Regions from separate parts of the Pan troglodytes genome. Here regions 1 and 3 are each linked to region 2. Evidence: chromatin contacts called from public Hi-C data. All regions are on one chromosome and are shown on one strand. Each heading gives the region's core, a stretch centred on a gene start, on an enhancer-like site or on the middle of the called end of the contact. The rest is flanking DNA. Distances are from core to core; before and after follow the strand shown.

Region 1 (3,878 bases), core at 833-3,332, 260 kb after region 2:
CAGGGAGGAGTTTTGAGGTACGGTGCAGCTTACGGTCCAGGATAAAACATACTGATTCTGCCACTACCAGGCTTTGTGAAAAGCAAGTCATGAAAATGCTCTGAAATTCTAGACCTTCAGTAGATAGGATCTACCGTGTCTATAAAAATATGAAGATCCTTAAGTTTTATTAAAGATTCGAAAAAAGTAAAAGTGTTTTTACGGTTTTATTTTCATTTTTATTTCTTACCGTTATCGTTTATTATAAAGGATATTATAAAGGATACAGATGAAGAAATACGTAATGCAAGGCCTGTGAGAAGGGGCGTGGAGCTTCCGAAACCTCTTCCAGCCACCACCCTCCAAGAACCTGGAGTTTCTTTTTTTTTTTTTTTAATTCTACAAATGTAATATTAGAATTGATTTTATCTGGCCATTAGTCTGTGTCCTAACTCGTTCGTTTCTGAGAGTCCCATCTCCCGGCCCGGATATCATCTTTCCCGTGTCAGTGAAAGTGCAGAGTAGATGAGAACCTTTAACCACCAGCATTAGGGAGGGGTCCCAGACAAAGAGGGAAAGTCATGCTCTGTAGAGAAAAGGTTCCCTGCCTCCGAACTACCTCTGGAACACTCAGACTGAAATGTTTCCTCTTTTGATATAGAAAAGAGGGGTCGTGTGTAGAGTGCAGTCTGGGCAATTCCTCTCCTCGGGACCATTTCGGGGTGGGGGGGCCTCTGGGGTCCGTGTCGCGACGCACGCGCCTCGGTCCCAGCTATCTCCGCAGCGGCCACCCCGCCTGCGGACGCAGTTTCTCGGCCCCGCCCCACACTCGCTCCCCCGCCCCACCCAGTCTCCGCGCCGGCGGGAAGTGGCGCGAGGGGGAAAGCACTGTCTGCGCGCCCACTGCAAACCTCAGCCAGTCTGGGATCGCTTTAAACGTCTGACCCCCACCCCCACTCCGCCCCGCCCAGTTCTTCAACCTAATTTCTGATTCGTGCCAAAGCTTGTCCTCTGCTCAAAATCGTGGAAGACGCCGAGTATGGGGACCGAAGACCTGGGTTCAAGCCCGGCTTGGAATCCCTGCCCATCCCTGGCATTTCATCTCTCCGGGCTTATTTGCTGGTTTCTCCGAATGCGGGCCTTGTCTGGTTCACGCTGGATCCCCAACGCCTAGAACAGTGCGTGGCACGCAGTTCGTCCTTCTATAAATATCTGACTAAATGCATCTCTGTGATGGCAATACCCACACGGTGTTGTGAGAATGAATGAGTGATTCTGTGCAAGTTCCTAGTGATCTGTTACAAAAAGTACTGGTCGCTAAATTACTCTTATAATAAAGCATACTTTTAGGATAATAAAGCACTATTCGCGAATTGGTTACCGCTATTATGAAATTACTGAGCAATACACATCTACATCTGATCAGTCTCCAGAATTATGCCAAATCCTACCTTCTTCTGAAAGTATCTCCTAATTATCTGCACCTGACCCTAGTGATGCTGTGAATGTGCACGTATAGCTACATCCTCCGAAGGAAGGATCTTTACTCATTTTACCTCCTGAATGGGTTGCGTGTGCTGAAAGCGCGGGGAATGGCGTTGGAAGCTTGGCCCTACTTCCAGCATTGCCGCCTACTGGTTGGGTTACTCCAGCAAGTCACTCCCCTTCCCTGGGCCTCAGTGTCTCTACTGTAGCATTCCCAGGTCTGGAATTCCATCCACTTTAGCAAGGATGGACGCGCCACAGAGAGACGCGTTCCTAGCCCGCGCTTCCCACCTGTCTTCAGGCGCATCCCGCTTCCCTCAAACTTAGGAAATGCCTCTGGGAGGTCCTGTCCGGCTCCGGACTCACTACCGACCACCCGCAAACAGCAGGGTCCCCTGGGCTTCCCAAGCCGCGCACCTCTCCGCCCCGCCCCTGCGCCCTCCTTCCTTGCGTCTGCCCCTCTCCCCCACCCCGCCTTCTCCCTCCCCGCCCCAGCGGCGCATGCGCCGCGCTCGGAGCGTGTTTTTATAAAAGTCCGGCCCCGGCCAGAAACTTAAGTTTGTTGGCTGCGGCAGCAGGTAGCAAAGTGACGCCAAGGGCCTGAGTGCTCCAGTAGCCACCGCATCTGGAGAACCAGCGGTTACCATGGAGGGGATCAGTGTAAGTCCAGTTTCAACCTGCTTTGTCATAAATGTACAAACGTTTGAACTTACAGCGCAGCCCCTCTCCGAGCGGGCAGAAGCGGCCAGGACATTGGAGGTATCCGTACTCCAAAAAAGGGTCACCGAAAGGAGTTTTCTTGACCATGCCTATATAGTGCGGGGGGGTGGGGGGGGAGCAGGATTGGAATCTTTTTCTCTGTAAGTCGAGGAGAAACGACTGGAAAGAGCGTTCCAATGGCTGCATGTGTCTCCCCCTTGAGTCCCGCCGCGCGCGGCGGCTTGCACGCTGTTTGCAAACATAAGAACATTCTGTGCACAAGTGCAGAGAAGGCGTGCGCGCTGTCTCGGGACTCAGACCACCGGTCTCTTCCTTGGGGAAACGGGGATGTCTTGGAGCGAGTTACATTCTCTGAATTTAGAGGCGGAGGGCGGCGTGCCTGGGCTGAGTTCCCAGGAGGAGATTGCGCCCGCTTTAACTTCGGGGATAAGCGCCTGGTGACTGTTCCTGACATTGGGTGCGTGTTTGTTAAACTCTGTGCGGCCGACGGAGCTGTGCCAGTCTCCCAGCACAGTAGGCAGAGGGCGGGAGAGGCGGATGGACCCACCGCGCCGATCCTCTGAGGGGATCGAGTCGTGGCAGCAGCTAGGAGTTGATCCGCCCGCGCGCTTTGGGTTTGAGGGGGAAACCTTCCCGCCGTCCGAAGCGCGCCTCTTCCCCACGGCCGCGAGTGGGTCCTGCAGTTCGAGAGTTTGGGATCGTGCAGAGGTCAGCGGAGTGGTTTGACCTCCCCTTTGACACCGCGCAGCTGCCAGCCCTGAGATTTGCGCTCCGGGGACAGGAGCGGGTACGGGGTGGGGGGCGGGGGCGGTTAAGACCGCACCTGGGCTGCCAGGTCGCCGCCGCGAAGACGGGCAGGTGCAAGTGGGGAAACCGTTTGGCTCTCTCCGAGTCCAGTTGTGATGTTTAACCGTCGGTGGTTTCCAGAAACCTTTTGAAACCCTCTTGCTAGGGAGTTTTTGGTTTCCTGCAGCGGCGCGCAATTCAAAGACGCTCGCGGCGGAGCCGCCCAGTCGCTCCCCAGCACCCTGTGGGACAGAGCCTGGCGTGTCGCCCAGCGGAGCCCCTGCAGCGCTGCTTGCGGGCGGTTGGCGTGGGTGTGGTGGGCAGCCGCGGCGGCCCGGGGCTGGACGACCGGGCCCCCCGCGTGCCCACCGCCTGGAGGCTTCCAGCTGCCCACCTCCGGCCGGGTTAACTGGATCAGTGGCGGGGTAATGGGAAGCCACCCGGGAGAGTGAGGAAATGAAACTTGGGGCGAGGACCACGGGTGCAGACCCCGTTACCTTCTCCACCCAGGAAAATGCCCCGCTCCTTAACGTCCCAAACGCGCCAAGTGATAAACACGAGGATGGCAAGAGACCCACACCCCGGAGGAGCGCCCGCTTGGGGGAGGAGGTGCCGTTTGTTCATTTTCTGGCACTCCCGCCCAATATACCCCAAGCACCGAAGGGCCTTCGTTTTAAGACCGCATTCTCTTTACCCACTACAAGTTGCTTGAAGCCCAGAATGGTTTGTGTTTAGGCAGGCGTGGGAAAATTAAGTTTTTGCGCCTTAGGAGAATGAGTCTTTGCAACGCCCCCGCCCTCCCCCCGTGATCCTCCCTTCTCCCCTCTTCCCTCCCTGGGAGAAAAACTTCTTACAAAAAGTTAATCACTGCCCCTCCTCGCAGCACCCACCCCACCCCCCACGCCGCC
Region 2 (3,668 bases), core at 723-3,222:
GGTTGCTCCAAGGTCCCTGGTAGGCTTTAGGGTTTGCCCAGCCACAAGATGGCAGTACTCAGCCAGCATTCACATGAAATGCAATACTGGCCCCCAGACTCCTCTTGCTCTTCAGATGATACCCAGAGCAGCGAACTGATGCATTTGATGGAACCAAAATAGGCTCATTTTCCTCCTGGGAAACCTGGCATTGAAGAAATTCTCCATCTAGTAAACTCAGACCCGGGAACAATGACCCTAAACAAGATTACATGCATTCCATTTAGTCTCTAAAGACAGAGCCGTTTCCCACACTCAAATGAGGAAACAAGAGGCTAACTGGTCATATGGTACCAACAAGACAATGAGGCAGAATAATAAATCTGTGGGCCTCCCCAAATATCTGTGAATATGTGGCCATCTCACTTACAAGGCAACTAATGGTGACCTAAAAATAGATATCCACTGAAAGATGCATTAAAAATGTTATATCCTAAGCAAAGTGGAAAGTTACCTCAAAATATATTCTCTGATGGTTAGTCAAAACATGTTGTATTATAAATAAATAGCAAGCATCATTTTCCCATGTCAAACGTGGCGACTCATGGTTTGTGAGCTACAATAGTACTTACTAGCAACAAGCATCTGTGAAATGAAGGGGCTCCCAACACATCCAGAATGTATGGTGGCACAATGAGAATTCAGAAAATGCCATTCTCCCCTCTCTGCTCAATCTCCCACCGCTGTCATCTTTACTACAGGCTTGATCTGAATTTAAATACATAAGATTTGGGCTCCACCCACATACTTTCCACCCAAGTATCTCAGAAACTGATACTCATGATTCCCGCAATTCCAATGAAACTGTGGTTTTGTGCTGAGATTATCTGAATAATTGCTTCCGTTTTTCTTGGCCTTATAGACAGAACCCCTAAACTTTGTAAGACCCTTTTCTTCATCTACTGTTCACTAGACCAGTTGTTTCCACGCTCAGCTGATCAACAGAATCACCCACGGTCTTATTTTGGTTTTTAAAGTACAGATGCCATATCACTTTCCACCTACTGATTTTAAAATTTTGGAAAGGAGGTGGCAGAGCTAGAAAGTTGGTTTCTAGCATATGTGTAGGAATAGTAACCCAACTGAGGGGGTTCCAGTGAGGTTTAGAAACAGCTGCACTAGGCAACACTGCTTTTCAGACCTCAGAGCACTTTCTCATCATATTCAGAATGTCCCATGGGAGCAGTAGGAGGGAAATCTTAAAACTCTCCAGGCTCTTCTTTACAGAGAAGGGACAGCAAGAGACGTGCCCACAGTCCGAGAGACTCATACAGGCAGATTCAAACTTAAGTCCTCTATTACTAGTTCATCCTGTTCTAGCCTTTAGAATTTTCTCACTTTCAGCAGGGCTCAGTGGCTCTCATGCCTGTAATCCCAATGTTTTGGGAGGCTCAGCCAGGAAGATGGCTTGAGGCCAAGAGTTCAAGACCAGCACCCGCTTAGGCAACATAGCAAGACCCTGCCATTTAAAAAAAAATTTTTGCCAGATATAGTAGTGCACACCTGTAGTCCTAGCTACTCAGAAGGCTGAGGCAGGAGGATTGCTTGAGGTTGAGGCTGTAGCGAGCTATGATCACGCCACTGCACTCCAGCCTGATAGCAGAGCAAAGATCTCATCTCTAAAACAATAATAAAAAGCATTTTCTCATTTTCTGTGGGCCTTGTAAATCACATTTACCAGATATAGGATTGCATGGCAGACAAAGGCCAATATTCCTGTCTGTCGCTGTGCACTACTCCCGTCAGATAGATCCTCACCAAGGCCTTGTAATCCATCCCAGAGTCCTGGCAAAGCAGCCGGGAAAGGAAATGAGTGAAAACAAAGACATATGAGCAAAGGGTCAAGTTGCCAGAACTCTTTGAACGGAAGAATCAAAGACTCAGGGAGGAGTTAATCACGTCTCGGAGGGCACTGGGGGCTGTTGGGGCAGCAAGGCCCTGAGGCAGCTGGTGGGGACCAGCACTCACGCCCACACAGAACATCTGTTCACACCCATGGAAGTGCAGCGAGCTTTTGTTTTTATTAACTGAAAGAGGAGGAAGGCATTTGGTTGGGGTGGGGTTGGTAAAAGTGAGTAAATTGCAAGGTTTGTATTGGCACCTCCCCACAACCAGACCTGGGGTTTGAGTCTCTGTGTGGAAGGGTGGGTTGTCAGACTTCGGAGATGTGGCTTTCATGAGAAGCTTTTACAAATGTTTTAGGGAAGCAGAGCTGCTCCTAGATCCAGGTGGCACAAAGGTGAGCAGGAAACCTGAATTAGTCAGGGTTCAGGGAAGAGGAACCACTGTGAGCGATATAAAATAAGGGATTTATTATATTGGGGGAGGTGAGAGACCCTTCTGTGCAGCCTGGTCCCTCTGTGTCTAGTGTTGACCTTGAAGTTGCTGTAGGTCAGCTGGATTGGCAGTCACAAAGCAAAGCTGGTTGTTGACAAGAGCAAGGACAAACTGAAGCCCACAAGGATGAAGTGGGACTTGCATCTATCACCTTCAGCCTCAATGCGATGCCTTGGCTGAGCTGCAGGATGCCAGCCCCTTCACCACAAAGCTGCACACACACCTGGCCAAGGACTCAAAGAAGCAGGAGATTGGTGAGAGTCACCCCAGCGAGACAGCTGATCAGTGACAAACGTGGGCAGGCTGCCATGGCACCTACACTGATCAGCAGTGAAAAAACACTATTGATGCTTTACTCCTGCATTACAGATCTCACGCAAAATATCTCTCGTGAGCAATGCTATCCTGGACCTATAGAGAAAAGGGAATTCTCCAAAGGGTAATTCTCACTTAGCTAGCCTAACACAATGCAGATCTGTGACAAGATTGTCTCCATGCTCTGGTACCTGAAACTGGAAGCTTTGGGCCCACCCAGCATTTCATGCATCTTGACATGAACTCTGGAGTACTCCCAGCAGGCACTTTGAACAGGAAAATCATTGCAGCTCTGTCAATCAGCTTCCTGAGTAGTAGACAGCAAAAAGTATGAGCTGAGAAGGAAGAACAGAACATGGCAGACTGTTTCCAGAACATATGAGGCCCCATTCGGGGATTTTGCCAAATAACTAGGGCATACTTTGGGCAGGAAGGGACTTAGAGAGTGGTACCGTTGTAATTTGTACATAAATGGAGTTCTGATCTCATTTTGTATGCAGGGTTGGGCATGCCTGGACAAGTTGGTGACACAAGTAAGTGACATATAATGAGAATTTCATAAACCCAGAGATGGAAAGAGATCTGAGACAGTCATTTCCTGCCTCTCCCCTCTTCTCTCTTCTCCTTTTTTCTTCTCTTCTCTCCTGCTCATAAGCATCCTATGTTTCCATCATACCAAGCCACTGGCAGGTCTCTGAACACACCACACTCTGACACGCTTGGACCTTGGCATTTGTTATAGCCCCAACATGGAGAAGCCTCCACCCCTCCTGCCCTTCCTCACTCCTTTTTCCTTGAATAACCTGCATTCAAATTTCAAATCTCAGATCCATCCTCCCCTCTCCCTGACCACTGGTTAGTTTGAGTCAAGAGATACTCCCAGGTACTGTCTACTGATGGCAGTCTGAACATGCCTTTTCTAACGTGCTATCACCCTATTTTTAAGTAGCCTTCTTGAAGTATCATTGGACTGCAGT
Region 3 (3,649 bases), core at 1,088-3,587, 390 kb after region 2:
CCTGTGATTCTTGTCCCATTAAGGACATCACTGAAACAAAAGGCACCAAATGACTGCAACATGAGTAGTGGGACACTCTGTTGCTTAACAGCCACTTCTAGACTCCAGTTAAGCAGTAAGATATTATATACATTTTTGTATTCTGCATTTCCCTTGAGGGAAGGGGGCAAGAAGTCCCACACCTCATCAGAATCTAGGAGGTAGTAAGAAACCATCCCATAACAGCCTCTCAGGGAGACAGGGAAGTGAGTGGGAGATGGCCTTCCACCCTCTCATGTTCCAGCAGGATCACAAGATGTTTTTCCAAGATTCAGGTTAGCTGCAGTTCCCGCCCTTGCCTACATGGCTTATGTGGATCCTGCAAAGCAGCCAGAGCACCATGGCAGAGCTGTTCCCCTATTCTTTGGTCTGTGGAATAGGCTACCATACCGGATAAAGCTAAGAGGAAATCTCTAAAAGTCACTTTCCCAGCCCCCAACTAGGATAGGAAATCATAAACAATAACATGTCCCCAAGGGGAATAGTGGAGATCAGTGCAACCCTTAAAGACCTGATGGTTGGTAGTCTCCATCACATTCCTATTGTCACCGGTGTGGCTCCAGCAAAAACCAGACAAATTCAGGAACTTGACAGTAGACTACTGCAAGTTCAATCAAGTCACAGCCTCAGTTGCAGCTGTGGTATCTTTACTACAGCAGATTCTTAAGACCTCAGGCATATGACATGTGGCCACTGATCTGGCAAATGCTTCTTTTCTATCACTATCAGGAAAGGAGGCCAGAAACAAGAATATATATTTACAGTCTTATTCCAGGACTAAATAAGAATACTTTTATCAAGGCAATGGGGCCAAAGTAAGAAAGAAGTACATGGACAGGCCTCATGGACAGATGGAAAGGTAAGATCGCTACCCTAGCAAAGGGATAATAGATGGGATTTGTATTCAGATTTCTGATAACCAGTCCATACATTAGGACTATACCTGATTGAGGCAATCCAAGTTTTAAAAAAAATTCCAAGATGAAGCAACTTCACAGACCCCCTTCTGTATTCGAATCCCATGAGTATAATGGGATGCCTTTTTTAACGGAATGTGATACTGATCATGAATATTCAGTGTTGCTCCCCAAGGAATAAGTAAATTCTCCTGCCCCCATGAACTCAGGAATGACGATGTGACTTGTTCTCGCCAATAAACTAGGAGAATGTGAAATGTGTCACTTCCAGGCAGCCATTTTAAGAGCTAAATTATCTTCCTGACTCTGTAATAATGGAAGCATGTATCAAGATGGCGCATCTATCAGCCTAGGTACCTGTGTAATATTAAGAACAGGAACTAGGACTTATCTTTTTTTTGCCAGCACCTGATAGAATGCCTGGCACAAAGTAGATGTTTGTAAATAATCTTTGATCAATTAAATAGGGAATAAAATTTCATACCACCTGCAATTAGAAGGAAAGCTACAGGCAAGCAAGGACCATGGCTGTCTTCTCACTACTCCATGGGGGAGCCTCCAGAGACAGCCTTTCACTTGCGCTGGGATCTATGTGCACCCCTTAACACTTTGTGCCAGACTAAGACACTACCAAGTCAGTTGAAACGACGGAGTGCAAACTCTGGCAGGGGAAACAGTATTAAACCAAATCTCCAAATTATTTTCAATTTCGATTCAAAACTCATGAATGATAGCTTTTTTAAAAAATCAGTTTTTTAAAAAAGCCTAACTTGGGGATATTCGCCCATTGGGCAACCAACACTATGCACTGTCCCTAACACTGCAACAGATCCAGGCAATCAATGCAATTGTATGCGTTTCTTGTTGTCGTTGCCACTGTATTTACACCTCACTTACACAGGGACTGGTAACCCATGCTGCCTTGGCAAGCCAACTGCACTCCTCTGTCCCAACAAGCAGGGCAATGGATTGCGAAGAGGCCTCCTCCGTCCCCAAGCAGCTACGTCGCCCAGGGGAAGAGAGAAGGCGGGAAAGTCCAAGAGAGGAGAAACCAAGGCCCGCGCTTAGGTGGGTGTTTTAGTGACGAGTCTGCGGTTACAGCCGAGCGGAGTTGAAAGGGCTGTTAGAAGAATGGAGCAGAAGTCGCAGTTGGGACGAAGCTGAAGAGAGCTGGCATTCGCCCAGGTCTACAGCCAGCCACCTGGTAACCCCGCCCCCGCCCCCGCCCCCAGAGCCAATCCAGCGAAACTACCGCGAATTCCCTCCAACTCCGGGAAAACTCCCGGAGGGGCGGGGCAAGAGTGGGAGGAGACCCTGCGCGCGGCCGCCAGCGCTCCGGGATCTCGAGATAGCCGCAGCTCTCGCGATCTTTCTGGAGCCGCCCCTCCACGCGGAGTCCGAGCGCGTGTGCCGAGACCCGAGGGTCGGGAGGGCGGAGACTGGGAGGGAGGGAGAAGCCCCTTTGGCCTGCCTTACGGAAGCCTGCGAGGGAGGGTGGTGTCCACTGCCCAGTTCCGTGTCCCGATGCCCAGCGCCAGCGCCAGCCGCAAGAGTCAGGAGAAGCCGCGGGAGATCATGGACGCGGCGGAAGTGGGTTTCCTCCTTTCCCGGGCCTGGGAGGACAGACCCCTGGGCCGGGCTGCGCCGAGGGAGGGAGGAGGGGGAGTGGGGCCCTCCAGGTCCTTGTCGGCACGTTCTACGCAGGCTGCGGGCGTGGGGTCCGGGCGCCTAGAGCCCTTGCCCCAGCAGTGGGGCCAGACCCTCTCCGGACCGCGTTTCTTGCGGGGGTCACCTGGGAGTTTGGCCTACTAGAAGCGTGTCCCCGGGGTGGGGAGGACGGGAAGAACCAGCCGCCCCGGAAGTAGGAGCGCGGCGTCACACTTGAGTCTCTCTGGGTTAGGCACGTCCTGCACGTAATGCACAATCCCTGGGAAAATTTTAATAAGCACTAGTAATCGATATGTACTCAGCCCTCGTGTTCCTAATGCTTTAGCAAGTAATGACAGTACTTAGCAAAACCATCTGCCAATATGTTTAATGACCATTTCCCATGTGACAGCTTTAAAGAACACATGTCATTTTTATTTACTTTCTCCCTCTCAGTGACCCGGTAAGGTAGGTAATAGGAGTTACCGAGAATGCATTTGAGGTGAAGTGACCCCAAATCACGTGGATAATTCATAACACCCAGTGATCCTTCGGTGCTTTTCAGAAATCAAAGTTTGAAACCATCCTACAAGTTATGTGTGCTGTAGTACTGTTAAGCCTTAATTTCCGTCTGGCTCCCTAATTTTTCTATAAGGAGTTCTGAGTTTGTGGTAAGCAACATGAGAAATAGGTCATCTTAGAATACTAAATGAGGAAGAGTCACTGAAATATTAATAGTACTAATTATGAATGCAACTTTTTTGTCCTTCACACAATTTAATCTCCTTCTGTTGCCCTCAGGCTTCATTGTGTGACTGTATCTCTCTACTCTGGCCAGGGTTATCTTTTTCTTTAAATTGTTCAGTAAGCGCCTTAAACATGTCTGGTTTTATTTTGGTGTAAACACAAAATCCAGCACCCTCCTGCTCTAAAGGAGAGGATTCCAACAGGTAGCTGTAAAGTGACAGAAACTTAATTGTTTCATACAGATCTTAAGTTACCTTGTAAAAACTAGGGCAATTATTTTTGTGTACCCTTAATCTGCT

The links. Hi-C and Micro-C count contacts between places; a contact is called where the count stands out from the background.
Region 1: a contact with region 2 is called in a Hi-C map of stem cell-derived neural progenitor cells, with 9 times the contacts expected there. The contact joins the promoter of CXCR4 here to the enhancer-like site in region 2. A contact is called at or near these places in 1 of 7 Hi-C or Micro-C datasets (stem cell-derived neural progenitor cells), 1 of 1 datasets of contacts at active chromatin or transcription factors (stem cell-derived excitatory neurons) and 1 of 1 other capture datasets (stem cell-derived neural stem cells).
Region 3: a Hi-C map of stem cell-derived neural progenitor cells shows a contact between it and region 2, with 3 times the contacts expected there. The contact joins the promoter of DARS1 here to the enhancer-like site in region 2. A contact is called at or near these places in 1 of 7 Hi-C or Micro-C datasets (stem cell-derived neural progenitor cells) and 1 of 1 datasets of contacts at active chromatin or transcription factors (stem cell-derived excitatory neurons).

Annotation. Positions count from the first base shown.
Region 1 is chr13:38,159,319-38,163,196 of NHGRI_mPanTro3-v2.0_pri, reverse strand. It overlaps CXCR4 (C-X-C motif chemokine receptor 4), which reads left to right and starts at 2,082. Exons shown (of 2, transcript NM_001009047.1): 1 at 2,082-2,124. The coding sequence starts at 2,110.
Region 2 is chr13:38,419,220-38,422,887 of NHGRI_mPanTro3-v2.0_pri, reverse strand. No RefSeq gene overlaps it. Among named protein-coding and RNA genes, the nearest start is that of CXCR4, 260 kb to the right of the region's middle. Within about 2 kb of position 1,972, at least 2 of the 24 cell types and tissues checked have an H3K27ac peak or open chromatin away from gene starts, as enhancers often do. A contact at or near this core is called in stem cell-derived neural progenitor cells and stem cell-derived neural stem cells, where this site is marked.
Region 3 is chr13:38,026,841-38,030,489 of NHGRI_mPanTro3-v2.0_pri, reverse strand. It overlaps DARS1 (aspartyl-tRNA synthetase 1), which reads left to right and starts at 2,337. Exons shown (of 16, transcript XM_001155169.7): 1 at 2,337-2,546. The coding sequence starts at 2,481. LOC107973777 (a long non-coding RNA gene) reads right to left here and starts at 2,566. Exons shown (of 3, transcript XR_001716208.3): 1 at 2,433-2,566.